2 separate regions of the Mus musculus genome follow, and region 1 is linked to region 2. Evidence: chromatin contacts called from public capture Hi-C data. All regions are on one chromosome and are shown on one strand. The core of a region is the stretch at or near the end of the contact, and the rest is flanking DNA. Distances in the headings are between cores, read along the strand shown. Region 1 overlaps Ccser2 (coiled-coil serine rich 2). Region 2 overlaps Gm52113 (a long non-coding RNA gene).

Evidence for each region. Capture Hi-C pulls out chosen DNA fragments and counts their contacts.
Region 1: a contact with region 2 is called in a capture Hi-C map of embryonic stem cells, with 4 times the contacts expected there. The contact joins two enhancer-like sites. A contact is called at or near these places in 3 of 39 promoter capture datasets (cranial neural crest, liver and pre-B cells), 2 of 115 datasets of contacts at active chromatin or transcription factors (embryonic stem cells and epiblast stem cells) and 1 of 9 other capture datasets (embryonic stem cells).

Annotation. Positions count from the first base shown.
Region 1 is chr14:36,888,669-36,892,588 of GRCm38.p6, forward strand. Ccser2 (coiled-coil serine rich 2) reads right to left here. Exons shown (of 11, transcript NM_027045.1): 10 at 1,674-1,758. Among named protein-coding and RNA genes, the nearest start is that of Ccser2, 78 kb to the right of the region's middle. Within about 2 kb of position 1,548, at least 15 of the 459 cell types and tissues checked have an H3K27ac peak or open chromatin away from gene starts, as enhancers often do. A contact at or near this core is called in embryonic stem cells, where this site is marked.
Region 2 is chr14:34,613,848-34,618,393 of GRCm38.p6, forward strand. Gm52113 (a long non-coding RNA gene) reads right to left here. Exons shown (of 3, transcript XR_003951117.1): 2 at 1,405-1,571; 3 at 764-1,301. Among named protein-coding and RNA genes, the nearest start is that of Gm52113, 4.2 kb to the right of the region's middle. Within about 2 kb of position 1,449, at least 58 of the 459 cell types and tissues checked have an H3K27ac peak or open chromatin away from gene starts, as enhancers often do. A contact at or near this core is called in embryonic stem cells, where this site is marked.

The DNA of each region.
Region 1 (3,920 bases), core at 298-2,797, 2.3 Mb after region 2:
GCCTGGGTACATACTCCTAATAACTGATGCTCTCACGCTCTGTGTGCTTTCTATAGGCTACCTTCCATACAGTACCTACCACTGTGGGCTTACTGCAGGCTACCTTCCATACTGTATCTACCACTTCTAACATCTACCACTCACTCTTACAACTCAAAATAAAAACCCAACTGCTGCTTCTGAAGACTCAGCCACACTCTTGGCCTCTGTACTTGATGATAAACATAGTACACTCTAGTCAGTGCTCAAGCAGGTATCAGAAAGAAGCTTTAAAATGAAACATTACAATGAGAGAGATACTCCTTAACTCCTGCCTATTATGTATAATCAACCTCTGTAAAAGCTGAGTGCTGGGAACGGAAAACTACGTAAATGCAGAAACCGGTATTATCATGTTGAATGTTCATTTAGTATAGGAAAAAAACTAAGACCTGTTCTTAACTGTCTCTGAAAAAAACATTGGGTTCATTGCTATGACTTCATGGCCTTCATCTCTCTCTCACACACAACCTAAAGGAAGTAGAAAAATAGCTTTGCTAGCATATGGTAACACCTATCCCCAGGAGTGAGTCTCAGTATAGCAGTTAAAACCTATTTCTCTTCCAAAAGAACCTCTCAAACTCAGTGAGAGACACTGAAGGGCATGTAATGACCCTACAGCTATGGCTGCAAGCATCCTGTAAAAAATCTCTACAGAAAGACATATCCCACTCATTCCTGAGAGGTTACCAGAGCCAAATCATATAACTAATCCTTATTTTAATCTGGAATTCATGCAGCTTATTTATAATTTTGATAAATAAAGACATAATTTTTCAAAAAATAAATTTTATTCTAAATTGATTAAAATTTCCCTTAGGACTCCTGATACTTTACTTAAGGAAAACCAGTGGGAAAAAATGGTAGAAATCACAGAACAAACCATGGAGAAGGTGTAGAACTAGCTCTGATTGACTCTTTTTTTTCACTAATATTAGCTTTTGGGGGTAGGTGACTTTTCAAAAAAAGATAAAATACAGTCAACTTACCAGGTACAGTAAAATATATAATCTAAAGCAGTCAAGCTGTGTGGCAGGTCTTGTAATAACTGAATCATTAAAAGTGTTAGTAAACCATGCATATTCAACGCCACTGCTTCTATGAGGTGAAGCAGCTAACAAATTATAAAAGACATTAGTGGTTTTAAAATGGCCTTGAAATTTTTTAAAAGTTTTAGATGGTAATTAAATACAGGTAAAGCCTTTGATGAGGAGATATTTAAGTGTGCAGTGGTCTAGTAAGCCTGACCCCTAAACAGTATGCATCTGTCCATCAAGTCTGTGCGCATTTTAAAAGTCAATAGGTAAGACGTAATTTTATCTTATACATTTCATGATCTTCGTAAGATCTACTTAAAGACAGATGCATGCCAGCAGGTCTAGGGTCACCAGTGAAAGGTTTCCACAGCATTACAGTGAAATTAACCTCTGGCGGCTTCCAGGAAGCCACAGTGGAGGCTTGTTTGCATGCAGTCAGGGAAAGGTTAGGAGAGCAGAGCACGGGAGTGCTCCTGGAGCAGGTGCCTGCAGATGACTGGGAGGGGCAGAAGGTATTGGAGAGGGAGGGGCCATGCAGCAGGGAAATACCATGGAGGGGAAGCCAGAGCAGGATGGGAGTGAGAGACACAGACTCACTCTGTCTGCGGTGCGGCGGTACAGTCCGTGGCATCCCCTGGAAGGAGCCCTGCCAAGGAGAGAAGGAGGGTGCACAATACCCACCCTGTGCAGAAAGAGATGGGGTAGGGAGGCATAATGAAGAAGGGAACCAGAGAAACATTTGTCTTCGCTTTTAAAATAACACAGCAACAGTGTTAATGAGAAGTAAATTTCATTTTTTAACATACAGGCAGCTCAAACTAATAATACATCAGAATTCAAAATCTAGTTGTCAAATATGTTACAGAAAATATCTCAGAACTCTACACCTCTTCCTAGGCAACACACAAATAAGCCTTTATGGTATGTATAAACCCCACCATCATATACTTGTAAGTATCAGCTTATTATTTTGCAGAAGAGCACTATAGAAGGGAAGATAAATTATATGTATTCACACATAGAAATATTAATTTATGAATCAGGAAATCAAACATTAGCGCAAAATTTTTCTTTTCAAGTTACAGATTTTCAAAAGATTAGAACAAAAAAATAAAGAAAGCTAAGGTTAGAAATAATTAGGATATTGTGACAATAAGTTCTTACAAAGTGTGACATGCAAGACATAGGTGACACATGCTTTTTAGTATGAGTAACTAAAGGTTCTTAATTTAACTTAATCATGTTTTATCAAAATTGGAAGACATCTATCTGTATGTCGGATGTTGAACACCACAGAATCAGAAACACATTATTTGTGGATATTAAAAATAACCACAGATAAAATCATAACACACAAATGAAATGGTCCCAGTACTAGCAAACTATGCTGCTTTAGCCTGTGCTTTCTAAGTCTTCACAGCAAAGGCTGCTTCTTCACACACTCAAGACAGCTTCACAATGTCTGGAACAAATCCAAATTGAATGTCAGATACTTATAAACACATCAGTAGATGGCTATAAGAGTCATGTAGAATGTTATTGGCTTTGAAAAATAATTTCAGTCAGGTACTGATTTCATATATAACTACAAAATGCACAATGTGGCTGTTTTAACAGTGCAAGACATGAACAGTAACCTTTTGTGTGCAGACTTCTACCTGTCAGAATGTGAACTCTCAGAAGCACAGGAGGCTCCAGCCAGTATTTATAAAGGTAGCTGGCACATGCTATATGCAAAACCTGATGCCTGAAATGATTAACATAGCACTATGGAAAAGCAATTGTGTGACCACCTCACAAAAGTTACTTGTTCAAATACTGGTGCAAGGATGTGTGTGTGTGTGTGTATGTGTGTGTGTGTGTGTGTGTGGTGTGTGTATTTTCACACACACAAACCCTTTCGAGTGGCAAATATAAATACAACACTAAATAAATATATAAATAAGACCATTTGGCAACGAAATAAATTCTTTAATTTCCTTTGAGTAACTATCTGCAAATATATCCAAATATACACATAAATATCTCTGAGTTGTAATATGGCAACTCCCAGTGAAGAGGAACAAGGCAAATCTGAGTTTAAAATCAGGATAGTACAGGACAGAAATGTTAACCAATATCCTGTCCAGGTTCCAAATCAGGAAACCATTGGTCTCAAAAGAAAATCACATGGGAGATTACTCAAAAGAGAAATCTGTGAGATATACTGTTGTTTCAGTTACTCTGTCATCCTATCTCCCAGGCCTAAGAAAAAGGAAATAAGTTTCTTGCTAGTAAAATTATAAATATTAATGTTTAAAAACCCATGCCTTTTGGGATGCATCGGTGGTAGGCTTCAGATTTTATAAAAATATACTGGGAAACCTTGACATCATGAGTCTACTGCACAAGCAGGAAAATGACAACACATATTATTCCACTCTTGAATTGATGTTGTATATGTCTCTCCTATATGCAAGGTTATGAATTAAGATTATTATATGTTAGAAATTACTCCAACAGAACATTTTGAAATATATGCCAGATCATTTTCCCTTAACTCTCTCATATGCAATACTCAATTATTAAACCAGTGGAGAGAAGTAGAATTAGGTACAACTGTGAACAGTTTTAACTGGCACAAGCCTTTCCATAGGACATGACAGTCTACATATTCTTCCCACACTTGTTTTAATAGTAACCCAGGGCAGCTGATTGTGTGACAGGACACAGATTCTTTAGACCTTCTTTGCTGTCTGATGGAGACTGAGGATTAATTTGTGTAATTATTTACGTTAAGGTGCTCAAACAAATGACTGACTGGTAACTTAGAATACATCCGGATAATTTTGAATTTAATGTGCA
Region 2 (4,546 bases), core at 199-2,698:
GGGGGGCAGCGAGTCTAGCGGGCACTAGCAAGGGTCCAGGGATTGCCATTCATCTGCAACAGGTCTTAAGACACTTTTGTCTGGAAGAGGGAGGATATACAAGTTTCATGCAAATTTTATGGTAATAGACCAAAGGAAATCATAAACCAAGACACTGTTAGATGCCTCCATGGGGAAAGCAGGTGACCAGGGACCCAGTAGAAAAACCTCAGATATAGACACCAGAAGTAATTTAACAGTGAGTGACACTGTTAGCTTCAGGTAGATAGAAACTAGCGATCGAGTAAGTCAACACTTCTTAAAAGGCTTCACATGACTGCCTCAAAGATGTAAAGATGTTAGACAAAGATGGATAATGAATGTTTACTAAGGGCACTGAAGTAGTCCAAGAAATTTGGCTCTGCAACATTCCAACTCTCCAAATCACAAAGTTCTAATCAGTTAATTGGTATTGCAAAATCTTTAATATAGATGTGATTTTCCCCCCTCTTCTGAGAGTATCAGTTCCCAGACTGTAATTTACTTATTTGCTCAACAAGTTGGATTTAGGAGCAATGTTGTTTCGTTTGTTTTTGGTCCCCTATCTGAGGTAATTTCACACGTGTTCGTAACTCCTAATAGGAGTCGTACAAAAGCCCAAAGACCCATAGTTTTGGATATGTCTTTTTTTTGGGGGGGGGGAGGCGTCTTTAATATGCTGGTATTTCTAAATTTCTTGAAACAAGGTCTTTCTACGTGTCACAGGGCCTCAAACCCCAGGAGTCCTGCCTTCGGATTATAGGCATGCACCAGGAGGCCTAGCGCATTTCTGAAATTCTGTGAGAGAGCAACAATGAAGGCAGGTGCAGGTGGTGTAGTCAACCTACATTTTATAAAGTCTTTTAATTCTTGGGGCATCTTTCCGGCTGAATAACAAAGCGCTGCGCTCCCAGCCCCTCAGGCGCAGGGTCTAGGAATATCCCGGACCAAGGAGTACAACTCCGAAAGTAGCAGCGTTCCCTCTGCGCAGAGGTAGAAGGGGGTGGGGGGAATCCGGGTGATCTCCTCTTGGGGACACCACCACCGGGTGGGGGTCATGCGATAGAAGAGGCAGAGCCCGGCTCAGCTTTCTATAGACTGAAGCAACTCTAAGCGGAACCCCAAAACCCTGTCCACTGGACCGGGTCTCCCAGACTCCTATGGCCACCCGCTGAGCAAGCCTGGGACACAGTATTATTACCCAGGAGAAAAGAGAAAGGTTCGCCAGCGTTGGTGGGGGAGATGATGGTCATTCTTTGGTGTTGGCCTCCATCAGCTAGCGCCTGGGAAAGAGGGGGAGGGGAGGTACTGAAACAGTGTTGCAAAGCGGTGGGAACGTGAACCTCCTGTTTGCTCCTGTTTCGGTGGGGGCAGGAACTTGTTTACCTCCGGCAGTGCAGGCACTTCCGCATCGCCCCGAGGACAGTCCCACACGGACTAGTAGTTTGGTAGGGCAGCCAGCATCTTCACCTGCTGAGTCACCTCACTAGCCCTCCTCTCCAAGGACTTCTGCTATCAGCTCCGCCTTCTATACAAAGTGAAGGATACTGAGTCTGGAATAGGGAACAGGAGAAGCAATGCTTTGTGACTCGTGAATGGAACTAGGCTTCACAAGCTAGTCATCACTCAGGGACCAAAGCAGAGACAGACTCTGAGAAGACAGGAGGGGAGATCTGCCTAGTGCTGTTCTGTGGGTGGTTAATTATTCTGAGACTACCTGGGAGGTCCCTTAGTTTTTTTTTTTTTAATATGTATGAACACCTTGATTGATGATTGAGGTGGGAGGGTCCAGCCAATTATATAAGAAAATTGAGCAAGCCACAAAAAAACAAGCCAGTGAGCATTTCTCTGCGACACCCTGCATTCCTCAGCTAAGTCAACACAGGAGTGCAGAAACAAAGAATTCCTTTGAGGATTTGGGGCGTAGGGAAGTATTTACCTGGTGTACTGAGGCTCCCTTCCCTGGCCACACAGGTCCCACCCAGCCTTGGGTTGCCCTTGGGAACATCATGTGCCAACTTTACACGCAGGGGGCCCATCTGCTTCAGGGTCTGAGTGGTGGATCCTGGAGAGTTCCACCCACAGGAACATCCTACCTACAGAGGCTCCTCAGTCCACCCAGAGAGGACCACCACGGCTCTGAAAAGTGAAGTGTGGATAGGCTGGCTACCCAGGCTGCAGAGATGGGAAAGGCCGCACCTCTGTTTTCACAGAGGTGAAGCCTCCCTACCCACCACCCACATGTTGGTTGAACTCTGACACCCCCCCCCCCCATACCATGACACACGTGCAGGGCGGGCACACACACACACACACACACACACACACGGGATAAAATAAGAATGAAATATGGGGAGGATCAAGTGACAGGTAAGAAAGGGACATAAGAACACAAAGAGAAGCAGTCTCTCGGAGGGACAGTGTGCTAATGGCTGTGCCTACTGTCCACAAGCCCAACTTCAGAAGCAAACTTGCAGATTCAAGGAGAGGGGTCTACCAGCTTCTAGTAAAAAGGCTTCAAAAAACCTGTTCACAGATAATAACTGTGCTTTTCTGTGCCGCTGACTCCTGTTGGGCTCTGTCTAGGTGTTTTCAGTGTCCCTCCCTGGTCCAAGTTGGAGTTTGCCTCCATAGTCACAAGTAAGGGTCTACCACAGGAGTGGAGACTCCTGAGTTCCTTCAAAAGTAGATTCCATGCCTGCTATCTGAAGAGGTCTTCCCAACATCTCAAATGTTCCATTTCCAGGAGACCTTTCTTCTCTGTTGTATCTACCGCCTCAGTTGCAGGCATGCATGACCACACCTGGTTTTATGCAGTGCTAGGGCTCAGCCCCAGGATTTTGTGAATACTAGGCAAAGGCTTTGAGTTACATTCCCCATCCCAGAGACTGAGTTTGGCTGACTAGAAACAGGAAAATGGAGGCCTTGCCAGGGGGAAGACGCTAGGGACCCTTTCAAGGGCCGCTCATTATACCTCCAAAGTCCAAAGGCACAGAACACATCTCTCTGCCACTTGTGTTCTTGTTGGCCTTGGCTGAGGAGGGTGTGTATGGGGGGGCAGCTCTCCAGGTGAACCCTGCTTTTTGGAAAGGGACTGCATAAGTAGCCTCAGTACACCCAGCCTGCCACTGGGTGGCACTGCCGCATCTCAGGACAGGGGGCGCTAAAGGGATTCGTTAGGTAGAGGGCTCCACTCCTCTCTCTAGTGCTGTGCCAGCTGCTTCCAAGCTATAGTTACAGACGGCTTCTGTATGTGACAAACATAATCAAAGAAAAAGAGGCTATCAATTTAGCGCAGGGCGGCTGGGTGAGAAAGGGAGGGGGATGTGATGTAATTCTATTTCAATTGAAACGTTTTAAAAACAAAAAAGTTTAAAAATAAAGTAAATATTTTGAAACAAAAAAAAAAAACTGTAAAAACACAAAGAAATAGTTCCTGCCCTCCAGGAGCCCACAGTGGAACAAATGCTTAGATAACAAATTACTTGCTCCAATAATAGACATAATTACTTGCTTCGGCAGAAGAGCAAGGAATAACAGGCTCCATCGGAAGGACCCAGGGGAGGAGGCCAGCAGCTGATTCAGCAGTAGCCCATTCTAGGACAGGACATCTCTGGTGGTACCTCCTGCCCAGAGCACTTGGAGCCGGGGTGTGCTTCTGGGAAGGTTTTCAGTTTTCAGATTTCCTAGGAGTGGGGACTCTGGTAGCTGAGGGCTGGTGGCGTCTGTCAGCTGGCCCAGGTGTATAAAGTGGGCCACTCTGTGTAGGTGCTCTGTCACATCCCGGTGAGGTGCTGTTTGCTGGTTTTACAGCACTTAACCTAAGCTCCTGGTGTTAGGACAACTAGAACATTCTGAATAACATTAGTTGTTCCAATTAGCCCCTCTTGCCACCGGGAAAGGCAGACAAGGGGACCCCTATCCTTTTGCTGTGCCTTTCTGGGGTTAGACCTCATGTCCCAAGTTTCCAGCTTGTATTTGACCTTGTCTCAGGAGCTCTCAAGGCTCAATGACTATGTCTGTGAAAAGGGTCCTTCCTGGTGGGCTGGAGGAGGTGGGGATAGTGTGGGATGAGGGGTTCTCCTCTGCTAACTTCAGCCAGGAAGGAAGGAGCCATGGCAAGCCAGAAGTCAGTCATTCTCCACAGTGTCTGTAAAATGGGAGGGCTCAGGTTTGCAGTAGAGACAGTTAATACCCAGTAGATACATCGTTACTAAATACTTACAGGTAAGACAAAGTCGATTAGTTTCCATAGTGGCATATGCATCTATCTAATGTATCTATCTATGGCTAACATCCTGGCGCCTGACTTAGGACTGTTGCAAGTTTGAGGCCACCCTGGTCTGCACAGCAGTACTGGGCCAGTCGGAACCATATAACTGGATTCTATCTCTAAATCAATCAATCAATAATTTTGTAAAATCCGTGTTTTTTTACATACTCTCTTTAGAACTTAACTCGAATGGGGTTGCAGTTCATATTCAAATGTTTTAACTAAATTCATTTTGGCAAATCAAAACCCAAAGTG